6 separate regions of the Mus musculus genome follow, and all the other regions are linked to region 2. The links are chromatin contacts, called in public HiCAR-type, HiChIP or PLAC-seq and promoter capture Hi-C maps. All regions are on one chromosome and are shown on one strand. The core of a region is the stretch at or near the end of the contact, and the rest is flanking DNA. Distances in the headings are between cores, read along the strand shown. Region 1 overlaps Colq (collagen-like tail subunit (single strand of homotrimer) of asymmetric acetylcholinesterase). Region 2 holds the start of Ncoa4 (nuclear receptor coactivator 4). Region 3 holds the start of Bap1 (Brca1 associated protein 1). Region 4 holds the start of Sh3bp5 (SH3-domain binding protein 5 (BTK-associated)). Region 5 holds the start of Capn7 (calpain 7). Region 6 has its middle 19 kb from the start of Colq.

Evidence for each region. Promoter capture Hi-C pulls out the DNA fragments that hold promoters and counts their contacts. HiCAR-type assays count read pairs that join an accessible place to other places. HiChIP or PLAC-seq counts read pairs in DNA pulled down with a chosen protein or histone mark. Capture Hi-C pulls out chosen DNA fragments and counts their contacts.
Region 1: a contact with region 2 is called in an H3K4me3 HiChIP or PLAC-seq map of bone marrow-derived macrophages, with 2.6 times the contacts expected there. The contact joins the enhancer-like site here to the promoter of Ncoa4 in region 2. A contact is called at or near these places in 1 of 39 promoter capture datasets (hippocampal neurons) and 2 of 115 datasets of contacts at active chromatin or transcription factors (bone marrow-derived dendritic cells and bone marrow-derived macrophages).
Region 3: a contact with region 2 is called in a promoter capture Hi-C map of adipose tissue, with 3 times the contacts expected there. The contact joins the promoter of Bap1 here to the promoter of Ncoa4 in region 2. A contact is called at or near these places in 4 of 39 promoter capture datasets (hippocampal neurons, liver, neutrophils and 1 more), 1 of 484 Hi-C or Micro-C datasets (embryonic stem cells), 3 of 115 datasets of contacts at active chromatin or transcription factors (bone marrow-derived dendritic cells, embryonic stem cells and memory CD8 T cells) and 2 of 9 other capture datasets (adipose tissue and liver).
Region 4: a contact with region 2 is called in a promoter capture Hi-C map of pre-B cells, with 2.8 times the contacts expected there. The contact joins the promoter of Sh3bp5 here to the promoter of Ncoa4 in region 2. A contact is called at or near these places in 2 of 39 promoter capture datasets (cranial neural crest and pre-B cells) and 1 of 9 other capture datasets (pancreatic islet).
Region 5: a HiCAR-type map of astrocytes shows a contact between it and region 2, with 2.5 times the contacts expected there. The contact joins the promoter of Capn7 here to the promoter of Ncoa4 in region 2. A contact is called at or near these places in 18 of 39 promoter capture datasets (the 3T3-L1 cell line, 3T3-L1-derived adipocytes, the C10 cell line and 13 more), 3 of 484 Hi-C or Micro-C datasets (CD4 T cells, regulatory T cells and uterus) and 2 of 115 datasets of contacts at active chromatin or transcription factors (astrocytes and bone marrow-derived dendritic cells).
Region 6: a contact with region 2 is called in an H3K4me3 HiChIP or PLAC-seq map of bone marrow-derived macrophages, with 2.2 times the contacts expected there. The contact joins the enhancer-like site here to the promoter of Ncoa4 in region 2. A contact is called at or near these places in 3 of 39 promoter capture datasets (the C10 cell line, the SN4741 cell line and pre-B cells) and 2 of 115 datasets of contacts at active chromatin or transcription factors (bone marrow-derived macrophages and large pre-B cells).

The regions. Positions count from the first base shown.
Region 1 is chr14:31,568,062-31,571,018 of GRCm38.p6, forward strand. All of the region lies in intron 1 of Colq (collagen-like tail subunit (single strand of homotrimer) of asymmetric acetylcholinesterase), which reads right to left. Among named protein-coding and RNA genes, the nearest start is that of Colq, 7.8 kb to the right of the region's middle. Within about 2 kb of position 1,285, at least 81 of the 459 cell types and tissues checked have an H3K27ac peak or open chromatin away from gene starts, as enhancers often do. A contact at or near this core is called in bone marrow-derived dendritic cells and bone marrow-derived macrophages, where this site is marked.
Region 2 is chr14:32,158,180-32,161,271 of GRCm38.p6, forward strand. Ncoa4 (nuclear receptor coactivator 4) reads left to right here and starts at 1,708. Exons shown (of 10, transcript NM_001033988.2): 1 at 1,708-1,831. It overlaps Msmb (beta-microseminoprotein), which reads left to right. Exons shown (of 4, transcript NM_020597.3): 4 at 1-148. The coding sequence ends at 17.
Region 3 is chr14:31,249,763-31,252,786 of GRCm38.p6, forward strand. It overlaps Bap1 (Brca1 associated protein 1), which reads left to right and starts at 1,727. Exons shown (of 17, transcript NM_027088.2): 1 at 1,727-1,892; 2 at 1,988-2,017; 3 at 2,138-2,192. The coding sequence starts at 1,856. Phf7 (PHD finger protein 7) reads right to left here and starts at 1,553. Exons shown (of 11, transcript NM_027949.2): 1 at 943-1,553.
Region 4 is chr14:31,434,350-31,437,567 of GRCm38.p6, forward strand. Sh3bp5 (SH3-domain binding protein 5 (BTK-associated)) reads right to left here and starts at 1,751. Exons shown (of 9, transcript NM_011894.3): 1 at 1,462-1,751. The coding sequence starts at 1,608. Gm35907 (a long non-coding RNA gene) reads left to right here and starts at 885. Exons shown (of 4, transcript XR_383329.4): 1 at 885-969.
Region 5 is chr14:31,335,320-31,338,374 of GRCm38.p6, forward strand. Capn7 (calpain 7) reads left to right here and starts at 1,319. Exons shown (of 21, transcript NM_009796.3): 1 at 1,319-1,664. The coding sequence starts at 1,563.
Region 6 is chr14:31,594,607-31,597,789 of GRCm38.p6, forward strand. No RefSeq gene overlaps it. Among named protein-coding and RNA genes, the nearest start is that of Colq, 19 kb to the left of the region's middle. Within about 2 kb of position 1,820, at least 42 of the 459 cell types and tissues checked have an H3K27ac peak or open chromatin away from gene starts, as enhancers often do. A contact at or near this core is called in bone marrow-derived macrophages and pre-B cells, where this site is marked.

The DNA.
Region 1 (2,957 bases), core at 35-2,534, 590 kb before region 2:
TTGCGGTTTCCTGAAAATGGTGTAATTTTGTTCTTTGCAGCTGAGGAAACACCCCACTGTGTTTACCCGCCACCTTTTCCTTATCCTTGCATCTGTAGATGGACATCTAGCCAGCTTCCATATCTTGGCCTCTGTGACTAGGGCTATAATAAACACGGGTGTGCTGGCATCTCTGAAGAGCGCTGACACGGAGTCCTTCTGGGTGGGCTCAGGAGTGGTGCAGCCGGGCCGCACAGTGGCTCTCTCCTGTTTGCTGAAGCTCTCCACACTGTCCAAAGCTTCATGAGTTTTGCTTTGCTGCCACCTGTATGTAGGATTCCACCCCCCCCCCCCCCCGCCCGACCCGTGGCAGCATTTGCTTCCTTTTCCTTTTCAGTTCTTTGAGGTAAGGTCTCAGTCTGTAGCCCAGGTTGGCCTCCAATTCATTGCAGTCCTCCTGCCTCAGCCTCCCTGGTGCTGGATCACAGGGGCAGGTCACCATGCCCAGCTTGTTATCCCAGGACAGCCATTCTGACTAGGATGAAAGAATCAGCGCAGCTTTGATTAGCTTGTCCCTGATGGCTAAGGATGTGGAACATTTTTCCATATATTCATTGGCCATTCTTGCCTCCTCTGAGAACTGTCCATTACTTCATCCACTGGGCCTGACTCTCTCCTTGAGCCAACTCAGGCAGTTTACTGCTGCTTCCCACAGAAATCCCACTAGTGAGGGAGTATGTCAGCCAACCCAATATGGTTCTCACAAGGCCCTGCTGCCTTCCAGATCCCGGAGTCTTTACCCCTCCAAACATTAGCTCTCCATGTTGAGACTTTGGTTTCTGTCTGATCATGGGGCATCTGGAAGCTTCTAGGGACCGCCATGAGATCTACCCTAATAAAGATGCTGGTGGAAGATTGGCCCTGTATGGACACAAAGTGGTACACCAACCAGCTTTGACCTCTCCCGACAGTGAAACCCTGCAGGCTCTTCACATAAGGCACACGTTCACCGCTGGTCTGAACTAGGGTAGACCCAACAGGGGTGCTCCAGTTGAGTACGCAGGTTTCTGTAAGTAGGATGGCTGTGGTCACCTATCTCTGAGTTTTACCCTCTGCCTGAAGTTGGGCAGGCCTCCCAGGAGCACGAGTCCCAGAGGGAAGTCCCTGAAGCAAGAAGACAGCTGATGGGGGGGGGGGTTCCCAAACTCTTCAAAAGAAGACAGCTGAGGGATGAGCAGAGGAGGGTGCAGGGAAGTCCAAACGGGGAGGCAGAAGGGGGAGGCCGGAAAGGGAGGGGCTTGCGCGGTTCATTCATGCTCTTTCCTCTTTTCAGTCCTTATCCCAGCAGTTGACTGAAAGACCACACCAGCCACCAGCTTCCTTCAGCTGTTCCCAGCTCTCAAACAAGCAGCTCCCCCCATGTTTTCATTGGTTGCCATGGGGAGATGAGCATGGATGTGAATCGGGAAATGCCTGGGGCTCACACATGGACAAGTGCCAGGGTATATTTTTAAGACATCAGGGGAAGCCCGTCACTAGGGAAGGAGAGCCTTCTTGCCTGATTAGCTGCCCAGCACCAGCTTTCCTTAAGGCCTAGTTTGCAAACAAAAAGTGGTAGAAATATGAACTTCTTGCTTTAATTCACTAAGTGTTTTAAGCAAAAAGTTATTTCAGTTTTTGGTTGGGTGCAACAAATGGTAGTGACCGGCACTGAAATGTTCACAACAATCCTCCTCAATCCTGACCAAGTGTTTGTGGCTTAGATCCTTTTAGCCCCATGAGAGCAATTAGCCTATAGTCACACCACTATAAAAACCGAAACCCCAGGGAGCAGAGTGTTGGAAGTGTTACTCCTGATGTCACAGGAGAAGAGAAAGCTTGGTCCCCAAGACTTGGCTTGTAACTATCCCAGATCCCTGTCTTCCTGGGATGCCCAGTAGTATTGAAACCCAGTGACCCATGTGGTGACTAGTTCAGGAAAACACCTCACAGGGACATCAAGTTTCATTTTCTTCACGGTGAAGAGACTGAGGTAGCAGAATAAACTCCATTTTGCTTTTAAGACTCCATTCTAAGTTAACTTGCCCTGAGAGAGGCATGGGCCCCACCCTTGAGGTCTGAGAAAAAGCATGAAATGTCCCTGGCAGTTGCAAAATAGACAAGCATCTGCAGCTGGCTGATAACACCAGAGTGGGCTAAGAAAACCTAAGTCGTTCCCAGGTCCAGGTGCTCCCTTTTGATGTGTGCTCCCTCCCTGCCATTTAACCAGGTGCTGTAAACCAGTTAGCTTAAAGGCCAGTGCTCCTTTACCCTCTCATGTAACACCGAGGCTTGGAAACCCCCACCTGTGTTTTTTTCCTGTGTAAACCCCTTTCCCCTAGACCTGGGGGCTGCCCTCCTATCTTGCTCCATCATCAGAAAGGTTTGTGGCCCAGGCTCAACAGCCTGAATAAAGACTCTCATGTACTTGCATCAGAGTTGTGGTTCCTGGTGGTCTCTTTGGGGTTTTTTGAGATCTGATGAACTGCTGGTAGCCACACTCCTGTCTGCTTCAAATCCCATAGCATCTAAACAAAGCATGAGGTAAGTGTGGTCCACCAAACGGCTCCTATTGGTATCTAGAGCTGAGCTTTGGTGGTTGTAAATGCTATCTTCTGTGTGAATGGGGCATTGTGGGTAACTAAGACACTTAAAATGAGGAAACAATCCTGGCTTATCTGGGTTCCTAAATGTAATCGCAAGTGTCCTTCTAAGAGCCAGGCAGAGGCTGGGGATGTCGCTCCATGTTAAAGTGCTTGCCTAAAATGTACAAGCCCCTGGATTCACACCACAAACAAACACAACAGACTGATAAGGGGGCTTGAGAAGCGATATGTAGCATGGCTGTGTGTGGACACAGGAGAGAAAGCTGGGAACCAAAGAATCTGAGAAGCACAGCTTAGATCTAGAAAAGATGAGGGAACTAAGTCTCCCTTGGG
Region 2 (3,092 bases), core at 458-2,957:
ACAGCTGGACTATGTAAATGTGCTTCGTGTGGGCCCAAAAGTGGAGTAACATTTGAACCTTGTATGATTTAAATTTACCAATCATAAGCTTGCAAGGAGGTGACCTGTAATCCCAGCACTCAGAAGGCAGAGGCAGCATATCTTGAAAAACTCAAATAAATAAAAAAACAAACAAGTAAACAAGTAAACAAGTTTGCCAACCATATTTGTATTAACTTAATGCATGTTATACAACCAAACAAATCAACCCAACAATACCAGGTACCAGTTACAGCATCTTTCCTGAGCTCCAACAGGTGTCATGCATGTGTGCTTTCCTATGGGGCCCACATCCATTTCCACCACTTCTACAAATAAGGCTCTTCTGCCTGCATCTTGTTTCTGGTTTAGGCTAGAGAAGTGGTTCAGTGGTTAAGAGCCCCGAAGCTCTTCCAGAGGTTCTGAGTTCCCAGCAACCACATGGTGGCTCAGAACCATCTGTTTCTGCTTTACAATGGAAAAAAGCATGTGTGTTCATGATGAAACCAGACTTCTTCTTTGTCCCTGGTACTCTCATTTATCCTTCCTTCCAGTTACTTAGGTACCCCCTCTTTATCGAGTCCCCACATCACACTGTGTTTGCATAAGGTTAGAACAGGTTAGAGATACTGGAGAAGGGGCTCTCTAGACCTCACGCAGTCTGACAGGAAACTCAGAAGCCGGACTTCTGTGGGTGGTGGGGCCTAGCTCTAGGGTCAGTTAGGTGTGGCATACAGACCAGCTAAAATACACTGACTTGAAACTGTAACATTAATTCTGACATTTATTTACTCAATATTTAAAAAAAAATGTAGCATGTTTTTCCTAAGTTATAAAGCCCATCAGCCTTGTCTTAGTCACTGTTTTATTGCTGTGAAGAGACACCATGACCATGGCAACTCTTACAAAAGGAAGCATTTGCCTGGGCCATCTTTACCATTTCAGAGGCTTTGTCCATTATCAGCATGGCATAAAGCAGGGTGGCCTGCAGGCAGAAGTAGCTCAGAGTACTACATCCAGATCCACATGCAGCAGAAAGAAAGAGTGAGCCACTAAGCCTGGCTTGGACTTCTGAAGCCTCAAAGCCAACCCCCAGTGACATACTTCCTCCCCCAAAGCCACACCCACCCCAACAAGGACACTCACTCTAAGTAGAGCCATCTTCTCATCAGTAAGCATTCAAACACGTGAGCCCGAGAGGGCCATTCTTACTCAAACCACCACAAACCCCAGAGGAAAAAAAGAGTTTATTTTCTTTATTTGCATGACTCTTTTTTGCCTGCATATATACATCTGTACCGTGTGCACGCCTGGTGCCCTTGGAGGTCAGAAGGCACTGGAACCAGGAGGTATGGGTGGTTGTGAGCCATCCTGTAGGTGGCTGGGAACCAAAACTGGGTCCTCTGCAAGAACAGGAAGTGCTTTTTTTTTTTTTTTTCAAGACAGGGTTTCTCTGTGTAGCCCTGGCTGTCCTGGAACTCACTCTGTAGACCAGGCTGTCCTCGAACTCAGAAATCCGCCTGCCTCTGCCTCTGCCTCCGGAGTGCTGGGATTAGAGACTTACTGATAGGCACGAAAATGATCCAGACTAAGGGCAGGGAGTGTTACTGCATGCCTCCACGTTGAGCTCTAAGAAGACTTTGCGCAGGCGCGGAAGGAAATCTCGCGAGACTGTCAGAACACTACCGAGAAGCGTGGTAGGGAGGCCATCCTATCGCGAGAACTCTGTCTTCAGGGTCCGGATCCTTCCACGGCTAAGTGTCTGGGTCGGTCTAAGGTCCGCTCGGATCACCGGAAGGAGCGCTGCCAGCCGGTAAGGACGAGAGTGGCCGGCGGGCGCGCTTCCTCTTCTGCCCTGTGCCCTTCTTCGCTCCGGCCTGTGGCCTGTCCTGCCCTCCCCTCCATTCTTCCCGACCCTCGGGTCCGGGACCACCATCCCACCTGCCTGCACGCGGGGCCCAATGGCCCTTCCCTTCCCCAGGTCACGTCTGCTGTGATCGCCTCTCCAGTCCCCGCGTCGCGCCAGGCCAGAGCTCCTCTCCCTCCCCTCGTCCCGACGCTACCACTTTTCCTTCATGCCCAAGCGCTGGATCTGTCTTCTCTCCTCTGTCCTGTCGACATGTTTCGTTCCTGGGCCACGATTGCAGCCTGAATGCTTCTCTTCCATCCCTTTCCCTACATTGCCCTGACTGTCCTCTGGGTTTATAGCGGTGACAGCCCTGTTTCTCTGGTCCCAGGCGGGCCTGGTTTCCATTACTGACCCAGTGCACATTTGCCCCTATTCCTAGTGGTTTGGCAAGGTGGAATGACTTCTGGAGGCCCACTATCCGTTTCCTTCTCCCAGCAGTCCCTTTAAATCGTTTGATTCGTCCCTTCAGCTGATGAGAAGAGAGAGCTTGCAGAATCATTAATTCATAGCTCGGGCGTTCATTTGCTATATGCTTAGGGTACTGAGGATATAGTAATGTAAAGAAGTGGACGTGCTCCCGGCCCTGATGTGACTTAGCCCTTGCGGTGGGAACAGTATGGGTTTAAGTGCTACAGGCTGGAACTTGGGAGGATGGCTCAAGAATGACAAGTCAGAGGGGCTGGAGTTATCTGACCCTCCTGCACACAGCTCTCCTGCTAGTGTTGTTTAGTAGGTAAGGGCCTGCCACCCTGGCGTCCTTTTGGAAGGACTTGACTTTCCACCCACTTGGTAATTTGGAGTATGGTCATAGACCTTTTGAGTTACTTCCCTGGGTGTGTATGGGACAGGTAAGGCTGTTGGTTCTCCGTTAGCATCCCACTGTGATGTTTCTGAACTTTTAAAGTACATTAGAACATTGGAAAGAATTTCATCCTGTGTGACAAACAGGAGACTAATTTGTACTGCTCAGCAGGTCGCTTGATTTGCTCTGTGGATTTTTTTGTTTGTTTAAGAAGAGTGTCAGATCCCCTTACAAGCCATTGTGAGTCACCTGATGTGGGCCCTAAGAACTGAACTCTGGCCCTTTGATAACCACTGGGCCATCTCTCCAGCCTGGTTTGTTTAGTTTGCTTGAGACTGGCTGCAGGGATCCTGTTGGCTCTGC
Region 3 (3,024 bases), core at 477-2,976, 910 kb before region 2:
GTTATCAAGTTCTACAAGATCAAAGCAACAGTATACTTCTCAACTCATTTGATAAAGGGGTTATAGACAATATTAATGCTAGTGATGGCCAATAGTGATTAAATGGTTCCAAGAACCGTTTAGGCACTTAACAATAGGCACACTAATAACCCTTATTTTCAAGTTGAGGAGACTGAGTTAGAGAGATAAACGTCATGGCCAAGGTCAGAATCAGTGATCCTAGGTGAGATTTAATGATTACAAAAGCTGACATCAACTACGGTGTTATAATTTTATCTCATTGCAGTATCTCATTGGAACCGGGTCGGATAGATGGTTAAGAGCACTGACTGTTCTTCCAGAGGTCCTGAGTTCAATTCTTAGCAATCACATGGTGGCTCCTGTAATGGCATCTGATGCCCTCTTATGGTGTATCTGAGGACAGCTATAGTGTACTCATATACATAAAATAAATCTCTTTTTTTGTTTTGTTTTTCGATACAGGGTTTCTCTGTGTAGCCCTGACTGTCCTGGAACTCACTATAAGACCAGGCTGGCCTCGAACTCAGAAATCCGCCTGCCTCTGCCTCCCAAGTGCTGGGATTAAAGGCGTGCGCCACCACTGCCGGGTTTGGACAGCATTTCTTAAAAGACCTCAGTCAATTAGGTCCCTCCAGAGATATACTATACTTCAGTATCCAGAGCCTCAAGTCAAGGCTGGCGATTCTGAATCTCTTCATGAATGTCAGACTTTTCTAACTGCTAACTGCTTACAAGCCATCAAAACTTCACGCTAGCTTTTCCCAACACAGGAGATGCAGTTGCAGAGCTAACATCAGTTTGTTTTCTTACTAAACGTGGATGGGCTGAGATGGGTTGGAACCTTTCCGTGTCCCCACGGGGATCTACTTTACTTCCTAGTATGTTGGCGCTAAACCCGACTGTGTTAAAATAGAAATAAACCTTGAGATTTCAGTTCTTTGCATCGCTGGGACACGACGTTACTTGAGTAGTAGTCTGTGCACACTGGTAGTTATAAGATGGAATCTTCAAAACAGTTGAGGACGGTCGTGGCAAATGCAAGCTGCTCAGTCCGCGATTTCCTAACCCGGCGGATGCTCGCTCGAAACGCTTACCAAGTTGTATCACTGGATAAAAGTGTTGGGTAAATTAAAAATATATTAACGTGTTCGGTCCCGCCGCCGCAAGAATAAACGATTTATTTGGAAAATACGTCAGTGTGGCCACAACCGTCCCCCAAAGGTAACAGTCAGAAGAGGGCTCAAGGAGCATTCCGCGCATGCCAGGGCTCCCTTGCCGGGCGGCTGTGGCGAGGCCAGGCTGGAGGCTGCTTCCGCTGCTCGCTCTCACGGAAGCTACGGGCCACCGCTTTCAGCCCAGGCTGCCCACCCAGCTGTCGCCGAGGGCGCCGCTGTCCCGGAGCTTTAGTCGTTGACACAAGACGTGGTAACTACTTCACGGGCGGCCGCCCCGCGCGGTGACTGCGCCGTCGAAGGAGGCGAGCGTGCTGAGGGGGGATGGGGTCACGCGGACTGTGGCCAAAACGAGGACCGCTAACGGCCGCGCGCCCGCCCCGCCCTCCGCACGTGCGCGCCCTCGCCTCGACGCGCGCGCGCGTGCATGCCCGCCTCTGTCTCCGCCTCCGCCCCCGCCGTTCGGCCGGCGGAAGACCAGCCCCCGGGTTAGGCTCGTCGTGTGATGATGACGTTGTACGTCCGGCGCGGGCGAGTGACGCGGCGCGGCCCGTTGTCTGTGCGGGGCTGAGAAGCCCTAAGGGCGGTGGGCGCTCCCGGTTGGGGGCGGCGCGGGTTTAGCAGGGCCTGGACATGGCGCTGAGAGGCCGCTCCGCGGGAAGATGAATAAGGGCTGGCTGGAGCTGGAGAGTGACCCAGGTACGGAGGGGCCTCGGCGGGCCGGGGGCTGGGGAGGCCGGATGGGCCCCGGACGCACCTGCATGACAAATCCCTCTTCTTGTCGTCCCACCCAGGCCTCTTCACCCTCCTGGTGGAAGATTTCGGTAAGAACCCCGTTACCCACGACCTTCGGTCCCTGGCTGGTGTGGATGTGGGGGTTGGTCCTTGAGTTCTCGCAGCAGAGCCTGGGACTGCCCTGCCGACCTCTCCTTTCCTGATCGTAGGTGTCAAAGGGGTGCAAGTGGAGGAGATCTATGACCTTCAGAGTAAATGCCAGGGGTGAGTGGCTGGGACGCCCCCTTACCTCCGGAGGGCCGAGAAAGGGCAGGGGAATAGTACCCCATTCAAGGGAGGCAGTACTAGAAAACCTGAGCTATATAAAATATCACATAAGAAAGTGTCACTCTTTGTGGGTGCCCTCTTGGACTTTTCTTTTCTTCTCAGTCTTTCCTCAGTGTTTCTCCTTAGAAAGCTGTAGCCCTCCTTTTAACCCTAAGCACTCGTGGAGTACAGTTGAGCTGCCTTTCTGGTTTTGCAGCCGGAACCCTCCGTTGCATAGTGTTGCACCTTTTTTGTAAGTGTACAGTCCATTAATTACATCACCACATGTGCTGTGCCTTTAATCACCACACAACATTTGTCCTGACCATTAGTGGCGCTCTCCTCTAGTCCCAATGCTTGGGAGGCAGAGGCAGGCAGATCTCTGAGTTTGAGTCCAACCTACGCTACTTAGTGAGACCATGTGTCAACAAAACTGAACACAGTTGTCCTGTATTGATTGGTTAGTGTGAGAAGGCCTTTTTTAGGTACCTAAACTCAGAGTCTTGTTTTGGAAATCTATAGAATAGAGGCATAGAGAACCTAACTGCTTCCAAGGGAAGGAACTGGTTTGGGAGTTCACGCACTATACTCATTTTACTAGGACTGGAGGCCGAGGTCCACCAGTGAGTTGGTACTTAATTCTTCATCAACGTTTTTGTGCCTTTTATTGTGTCCCTACCTTGCTCCATCCTGGGCCAGCAGTTCCAGATTTCCTTCTTCTCTTGCCTAGACCTCATAGACCGAGTGGGGTTTGAGAGCTTCAGGCTCATACTTGACTGCCTGTGATAGG
Region 4 (3,218 bases), core at 501-3,000, 720 kb before region 2:
TAAAGTCCTACAGATTTATCTTTCTCTGAAAAGTCATTGTTCTTTTTTTTTTTCTTTCAGGTGAACTCATCTGTCATAAACAGTAACTTAACCCAGTCAAAACAGCACCCTTTGCTTTAGGAAAGAACTTTTCGAGGAAATCAGAACAGGACAATACGGCCAGTGCAGCCCAGCCAAAGGCAGACTTCCAGCATTAACTCATCATGGGCTATCTCCCTATAAAGAGATGATTTTTTTTTTTTCTAACTGCGAACTATTTGCCCTGCCTAACTGGGGTGTTGGTTAACTGACTGTAACCCTACCTCTTTTAAACATTTGCAGTCTGACATTTTGTAAGTAGCCAACATGAGTTAACTCATCCTCGTTCAGCTCATCTTTGCTCTGTGAACAAAGGTCTTGCTAACAAAATTCCACACCAAATCCACAAGATTCTGTAATCCAAGCCCAGGGCCCGAATTAACAGAATAACCAATGAGGAGGTTTTCTTACTGATCTTTAGTGTATTGACTTGACAAAATAATTAATTTAAGCCAAACTGATGAATTTAAAGCAGGCTCTTTTTTTTTCTTTATCTGTGCACTTAAAACCAATTATGGATCCAGAAATTGCAAAGTATGTTTAATAGCTATTTTTTAAAAAATGATTTATGGAAAGGGTACAAAACGGGTCATGAAAAGGAATTTGCTTTGTGCTTAGGAAGGTGAAGAGGTTAAGCTGTCACTCCTGGAAATTGTTTTTTAACTCTCTCTCCTGGAAATGGAGGCACAGAAAGCCAGGCATTCTCTGCTTTCCCTGCCTCCACGCGTCGGCTTTGCGCAGCAGCTGTCCCTGGTGGACGTTCACACTGACCTCACAAGGAAAAGGAGGGTTTTAAACAGTCTCAGGCCAAGTGCAACACAGTGCCAACGGTGGCAACGGCAACGACGCCCACCATGTGTTGACAATGAAGAGGACGGCAGCCCAGGCCAGGTGAGGGCTCACGAGGCACCCCACACCGGTGCAGCCCACACTACAGGGGCAAGCGACAGCCACCTTGCCCTGCTCGCCCACCACGATGTCTGCATCCACGCAGGTGGGATAACGCTGCGCTGCAGCCCCGAGGCTGTGCAGTGCTCCAAGCGTGGCGCTGAGGTACCCCGACTCCGCTCGGGGCCCCCGCCCCCTTTTTCCTTTGTTGCAATCCGCCTGAACAGCTGGTCGTGTAGTAGGGACCCTCGGGTTGGGCCGAGGGTCTGCAGGGATCCCCGCAATAATCAGGCCGCGTTCACGCGGGCACCGAAGCCTTCCGCAGGGAGACCGTGAAATGGGGTGTTCCAACCCTTGGTGAAGATCCTGAATTTAGGCAGCCCCCACCCCGCGACCGCGAACACGCGAGGCTGTAAGGCATGTGTCTGCGTTAGATGCCGACTTCCACGGTAGCCCTGGTGGGGTGCGGCTGTGGGCTCCTGTCACGCGTCCTACCTGGATCCGGGGGTCCACCTCTTCCTCCTCCTCCTCCAGGCCCTGTTCCATCCTCTCTTCCTCCTCCTCTTTCTCCTCCACCTCCCGGGCAGGCGGCGGGAGCTCCGCCGGCTCGTCAGAGCGGCTCCGTTTCAGCGCCGTGTCCATGCGGGCAGCCGAACGCGCCGCAGCCGGGTCGCAAAGCGCACGGTGGGATCCGGACGCACCGAGGGCCACCTCGCCGCAGCCGGGTAGGTCTGAGCGCGCAGCGCTGCCACCCCGGGTGCTCCGCCGGCGAGTGCGGAGTGGCAGAGGAAGTGGGCGCGGCTGCCCCCTGTCTGCAGCGGCCCGCAGTACACCGCACCCACTTTGCCCAGGCCGCCGTGATAGCCTGTGTCACCCGACACTCTGTCACAAAAAGCCCAGTGCACTGGAGTCCCGGCCATGGCCACTAGGAGAGGTGCCGCCCAGTGGCTCACCAGCCCGAGCGTGGGCCGCCTTAAGGTAGTTTCCTCCTGCCTCCAGTGAAGCAGATCAAGGCACAGAAGGAAAGTTCGGGTGATTTCCATTCTTCAAAGCTACCTTTGTGTCTATTTGGAGTCACAGAAAAGGGAACTCTACCCTAATCTTGTCTGTACAGCAGACAGAGGATGGCTAGCCAGGTCCAGCCACCGAGTGGACATCATAGCCTGGAGTCTGCTGGGCAAAGCTCGGCAAGCGAAGGCATGAGCTCTTAGGGCTTTCCTGGATATTCTGAATGCACGAAGAGCCCATGGAGCTGGGGGGGGCGGGGGGGGAAATCTATGGATCGGGCGGCTTTTTAAAGAGATTGCCCTGCTTGCTCGTGGCAAAGCTTGCCCAGTGTAGGAACTATGTGGTTCTGCCCAACATCACCAAGCTAGAGCTTGCCTAGCCAACTGGGCATCACAAAAGGGCTAACAGTGGACAGGTTTCTCTGAACGTTTACAGGTGCTAGGGCCACTGTGAGGTCAGGGACTACCTGGTCAGATGCCCTGAGCAAAGTGGATACTTTGTAGAGGGAGTTTGGAGGACAGCTTTGCTTGAGAGAGTTGTTCTCGGAGCCTGTGATCCTGCCTTTTCCCCCACCTCAGAAGCAAAGCAAAGGGGTATCTGTCCTCTTTCTCAACTGGTCAGTCTTCTTCAAAGCCAGTACCAGAGAATCTCACGTGTACCACAGGCCTCCCGTGCTTCAATCTCCCCTCTGGAAAAGCCTGACCCTGTGTTCCCTTCCAACAGTTTCCCGTATTAGGTCTGTCTACTGACTTCCCACTCACTCATTTTGTTTGTTTGAAACAACCTCGGCCCAGGCTGGTGTCAAGCTCTTATCAGCTCAGACTGGCCTCGACCTTCTGATTTTCCAAAGGTAGACTCCCATGTGCTGCATTTTTAATCAGGCACTCCTCCTGTAGAGCTCACTATACAGCTAACACTGTATATATAGTCACACTGCCTCTGGTTCTGAAGCACTGAGATTATAGACACACACACCACCATTTTGGCTTCCTTGGTGGGATGGGGAGGAGACAGAGTTTTCTGTGTAGCCCTGGCTGTCCTAGAACTTGCTCTGTAGACCAGGCTAGCCTGGAGCTTAGAGATCCACCTGGCTGTCTCTAGTGTTGGGATTAAATGCATGTGTCACCACTGCCCGGCTGGTGCACACACACACACCCATCCCCGATGCTGCCACCAAGGTGTACCACACGCACAGAGTGACAAACCCTTTATATTACAAGTTCTCAGACATACAGGAGTAACTC
Region 5 (3,055 bases), core at 69-2,568, 820 kb before region 2:
TGAAGAAAATCTTATTGCTAAGGCTTGAGATTGTAAGAATGGAGGAAGGGGACGACAGACATTCATAGCTGGCACAAGCAAGGTGGAGGGTCGAGACACACATGATGCTCAGGGATGCTGACCACAGCCTCTTTAGCTGTACACTGACCAGTTTCAGTAGTAACATCCACCCCATTGTGACCTTGATAATGAATATCCTGAACCACCAGCATGAGCATCACTAAGGAGTCTTTCTTGAGCTTGAAGACAGCTGATACCACTCTAGACTGGATCACAATCAATTCAACTCCTTTTCTCTCTCTCCCTGAGACAGGTTTTCTCTGTGTGGCCACACTACTATCCTGTAATGAGCTCTGAAGACCAGGCTGGCCAAGCACTCAGAGATTTGCTTCTTCTGCCTCTGGAGTGGTGGGATTAAAAGCGAGCACCACAGCCAGGCTCACAATCAACTCTTAGCAATATCTCCAGCTGATTTGTGTTCATGTTTGCACGGAGAGTGCTCCACTACAACAGACATATGCCTCCTGGGGTCGTTCAGGGTTTTTGCTGTGTAGATCATGCTGGCCCAGTCCTCTTACCACAGCCTCCAGACTGCTGGCTTACAGGAATGTGTCACCATATGCTGCGTTAATGTTTCTTATGTGTGGGATCATACAGTGTATAATTTTGTCAAGACTTGCTACTTTGACACAGCATGGATTTTGAATCTCATCCAAGTTCTGGCACTTGCCATTAGTTAATTTTCATCACTGCTGAATTCAAACTTTTAAGGGGATAAAAGAAAGCAACCACACTACCATTTACTATGTAATTACAACCTTCAACTTGCCCTAAGATACAAGTCAAAAATACATCATCTGGTTTGTAGACAATTCAAACAATACACTTCGGTGTGCCTTGGGGAGCCGTAGAAGGTCATACTTTAGTTTGTCAAATGAACATTACCAGAGCATCTCAAAAGCACCTCCTAGCCTCATTTCATATCTTTATTTCTAATTAAACCAGTTGGCAATACGAGGTGCTACTGATTGTTTCTTTCCGCCTACCCTTCTCACTTAGCGGACCAAGGGCTCCATAACGCGCATGCTCCTTTCAAGCCATCCCCTGATTCTCTCCAACAACCTCCTGGGCACTGGCACCTTCTTTCTAGCAGGCGGAAGCGGAGCCCTCAGCTTCGCCCTGGCACCTGCTTCCTCTTGTCCAATCCCACTGGACATTGTTCTGGCCCCGCCCACCTACGATCGCCTTGAGCCCCGCCTGCTTCGGCGGGAGCGCTCCCCCTCCCGGCCGGGGTCGACTGCGCCTGCGCAATGCGGCTGATGGGCGGAGCAAGGACGCGAGGGGTGGGGGCGGCCGCGAGGGCTCCGAGCCCGGGCTGCTCGGAGCTCGCAGTCCTCCGGGCGGGTCTGAGGTAGTGGGGCTCCGTCATCTCTTCCGCCGCCCTCGAAAGTAAACTTTGCCACTCCACCCGCGGGGTCCCCAGTTCTCGCCGCAGTGCCTCCGGGCGTCGGGGTTCCGCGTCAGGGCCTGTCTGCCTCCCCCGGCGTGGGGCCTTGGGCGCCATGGACGCGTCGGCGCTGGAGCGGGACGCCGTGCAGTTCGCGCGGCTGGCAGTGCAGCGCGACCACGAAGGCCGCTACTCTGAGGCGGTGTTTTACTACAAGGTGAGGACAAGCACTCGGCTCCGGCCGCGTCACCCGATCGAGTGTTGGCGGAACCCAAGGCGGAGGGGCGGGGTCCTGCTGGGGCTGTCCGGCTTGTCAGGCCGCAGATGCCCGCCGCTTTGCTGCTTGTGGCGGCCGAGGTGGGATGGGGAGTGAACACCCTGTTCGCTGTCTGTTGGCCTTGATGCAACCCTTGATGTGAGGCCAACCTTGGGTAATCCGTCAGAATATGCTAATAGTGCACGTTCCAGGTAGAAAGAAAAAGTAAATTAGGAAAAAAATTCATCGTACTCTAGCATTCGATGTATGTCTCCATGATTGTTTTTCTGAGTGTATGTGTGTATACACGCCTTCTTACCCCCAAACTTGAATCATATCGTTTGTACTATTTTGACATCTCACTTCTGCATTGTACCTAGATAACCTTTGGTTGCTTGCATGTGCTACGTTTACAGCATGTTCTGTATTTGGTTGTGGCTTTCCAGCATTGAAGTAGTGCAGTTAAAATCCTTAGAGCTTTTTTTTAAAAAAAATGTGATACTTGTTTTGGATGATGGGGAGCACAGTTGCTTGTCAAAGGGTATGCACTTCCGCAGTTCATCCTGTGTTCTCCAGTCCTGAAGGTTTGCAAACACACCCCTCCAGTTGTATCGTCATGATATGGGCATCTTTTCCTTGATTATACGGAAGTAGTAAAAATTTCCCCCTTATGCTTACGTGTTATCAGTAAAGCGTGGTTTGCTTTCTGCTAATATTTTACTATTTTTATTTTAAAACCTACCTTATATTTAGACACTTTTGTTTTAGGATCATTCGTTTTAAGTTTCTTAATTTTGATTTTACAATCCTACCTCCCTACCACACCCGAGTGTGTGTGTATGTGTGTGTGTGTATCTGTCTGTGTTGTGTCTGTGTCGGTGTCTCCCTGCCCTGTCGCCCTCGTTCTCGGGGTTCTTGCTATATAGTGGAAGCTATTTTTAAATTTGTCTTCCCCTTACCTTAGCCTTCCCATTGCTGAGATTTACAGGAATGTGCCACCATGCCTGACTACCAGGTGATAGTTCTTTAAAAGAAAATTCTGCTGTAGTTTTGTGAAACAACTTCAGCAAATTCTAAGTCAGCAAACTACTACCATATAGCCTAGTGTGGTGGCACCTACTAATTTGCTTTTAAACCCTCCCACCCCCAGTACAGTGAGGTAAGAGGATCACTGAATTCAACCTGGCTTAGGCTACATTGTAAGACTTTCTCAATGTAAATAGCCTTTTCTAAAACTAAAGATACTATGTAACTTTTTTTTTTTCCTTTTAGAAGTTGTCATTTAGGAATTAAAATTCATCCTTTAGAAAGTTAAAAAAGAAAGTGAGGAGGGCTACGATCTTCATCACTGT
Region 6 (3,183 bases), core at 570-3,069, 560 kb before region 2:
CACAGCCCCATGCTTGCACAGGGCTTGCTAAACATCCATTCATCGACTGCAGCCAATTTTCTCTGATGTGCCCTAATAGGAGGGAGCTGTGGCATGGGTAATAGCAACCAACAAATAATTTAAAACTAATTTCTCCTTGGTTTGGGAATGCAGCATGTGACTTCCTGGCTGCCGACTGCCTGGCTAATTCAGTTTGCCTCAGATGAATGGGCCTTTACTGAGCTAACAGTACAGCTCAGCCCTGTGCTGAGGTGTGGAAGGAAGACTGCCAAGTGAAATGTGCCCTCCCCAAACTGTCAGACACGGTCACCGGGTGGTTGTGGGGACTTTGCTCACCAAAGGGTTACAAGGGGCCAGCATGTGAACAGAGGTTGGAGTGGGAGGCTGCTCTGCTGGCTGCTAAGCATTTCTGGGAGCAGTACATATACCACACAACTCAAAGCTCAGTTTTTCTATCACCCTCCCTAGAGAGAAGAGAAAGTGAGGCTCCCAGAGGCTGAAACCTACCAAAGCAGAAACAGTCTGGGCACAAGCTCATCATGTGCAAAGCCTTTCCCCACCAGATACTATCTGTCCAAAATGGCAGACCTGTCTTGCAGAATGAATTCTGTACACACACATACAAACACACACACACACACACACACACACACACACACACACACACACACTCACACATACTCACATACACACACACACACTCACACACACATACTCGCACACTTACACACACTCACACACACTCACAACATACATACTCACACACACACCTGTCCCCTAAATGCAAGGAGACCTCAAGACTATGCCGGGGGCAGCCTAGAGACTCCTTCCAGGATGCACAGCTGAAACCAGAGCCCCAGCTGCCACTGTGAGATCTGCCACACCTATTTGTACCAAGGCCACACCTTCCAGGTATTGTGTTATTCACCACAATGAGTCCAGCAAGGATGAGAAGGTGGCCCTGTTCCCAGAGACCTGAGAACTCTCTGGGAGAAGCTTGGTTCCATTTTCCTTAACTTCTTGAAACGTGGACTCTTCATCTGAGCCTTCCCTCTGGGGTCCCACCTCCACCATTGCCTGACAGTTTAGCCAACCTTTTCAAAAGTCCCCAGGTGGTGTCACTGGCCTCCCAAGAGGACCTTGGCTAAGTTAATGCATTATCATTGGTCTCCCAAGAGGACCCTGGCTAAGTCAATGCATTATCATTGGTCTCCCAAGAGGACCTGCACTACAATGGCCTTCTTTACTTGTGTTTCCTATATGGGAAAGGGAGGTAAAATTACCACCCTGGCAAATTTACCAGATGAAACTGGCCAAGATTTTTAAAGATTAAGACCACACAACAAAAAACAAGAACAAACAAAACAAAGTAAAACAATCAACTACAGCTGTTTCAGTGTTTGTCGTTATCACTGGCCTCAATGACTGGAAGGAAGGCAGTTCAGGAAAAAGTAACCGATCAGCAATGTTAGAAATCCACTCCCAGTGTTGTTAATACCTTAGGGGCAGACATTTGATAGTCAGCTTTTTCGCTGCCGTACTAAAATACCTGAGAAAATCAACTTAACAAAAGAAACAACATCTCAGCTAATGGTTTCTCAGTTTGTATTGGTAGGCCCCACTGGGGACTGTGGCAAGGTAGGATGCTGTGTTAGGGAGCATATATATAATAGAGCAAAGATGATGGCCTTGTGGCGACTAGGAAGCAAAAATAGGGGAAGGGTCGGGGTTTAATACACCTTCAAGAACAAACTTCCTTCAACTAGGCCCCACGCCCCAACAATGCCACAGACATTTAGCATATGGGCTCTTGGAGAACATTTAAAATCTATACTGTAACAATAAGAAAACACTGCAGGCTCAGGAAACGCTCACTGGAGGCTTCCCATCATCCTTTGCTTCTGAAGGACGGAGGTAAGGGATGTGCTGAGTGTCAGACCTCTAGAAGCACAGCTGTTTGCCAGTACACTGACCGTTGCTTTTCGAGAACTAGCTTCTGGGTGAGAAAGGAGAAGTCTCTGAGAGTCCCTCAGGACTGAGGCTGTAGATCAGTTGGCAGAGAGCTTGCATAACACGCACAAAGCCCTGGGTTCCATCCCCAGCAGTGAGTAAATGGGACACAGTCATGTGTGCTGTAACCCCAGCTCTTAGACGGTCAAGGAAGTAGGATCAGAAGTTCACGGTCATCAGCTGCATAGTGAATTCGAGGTCAACTAGAGTTACAGGAAATGTCATCTCAAGAAAATATTCATTAGGTATAGAATCCACACACAAAATATGCAAACATTAAACATAAAATACAGTGGAAGTTGAAAACATATTTACATTGACAATGAAACAGATATGTGTCCAGAAACAAATTTAACAAAAGTTCTGTAATGTCAGTATCATAAAACCTTAAAAACCTTGCTGAAGGACAAACACCAACAAGCAAACAAAACAAAACTTCAGGAAACTGAAAGATGCTATTCTCTAATAGAATACCCAGCGGTGGTGGCGCACGCCTTTGATCCCAGCACTTGGAGACAGAGGCAGGAGGATCTCTGCCTTCAAAGACAGCCTGGTCTACAGAGAGAGCTCTGGGACAGCCTGGGCTACAGAGAAACCCTATCTTAAAAAAAAAAACAGACAAACAAACAAAAACAAATGAAGCTTAAAAAATAACAACAAAACACAAAACAAACAAAAAGAAGTAACAAATAAGACACAAAATTTCTCAGATGTCGTTTCCTACTGACTTGACCACTTAGGGACACTGTTTCAACCACAGCTTTTCCTCCTGTATGGAGGGATGCGCTGACCCTGGGGGTTTGCCCCTCCTGGTGGGATGCTCTGGTCCCAGTGAAGTCAAACTTCACCAGCAGTGGCTGTCAGCTCACTTTTCATGCGTAAACCAACCAATCCCAGGCTGAGCACCCCAGTTTTCCCCTTTGTGGTCCACATTTATCTGCTCTCCATTCTGGATCCTCCTGCCCTAAGTTTGTCAGTGCTACTTGGAGTCAACTGGGGACAGCCCCACACTACCCAAGACCTGCCCTGATCGGGTTTCCCCATCTTCGCCTTTTTCTTCTGTCAATGACTCAGTAATGCTCTCTGCTTGAGTGTTGCCTCATGAATCTCTGTGGGATGTGGTACATCTCCTATTCTCCCTTGCCTCTTCTCTCATACATTACATTCTGACCA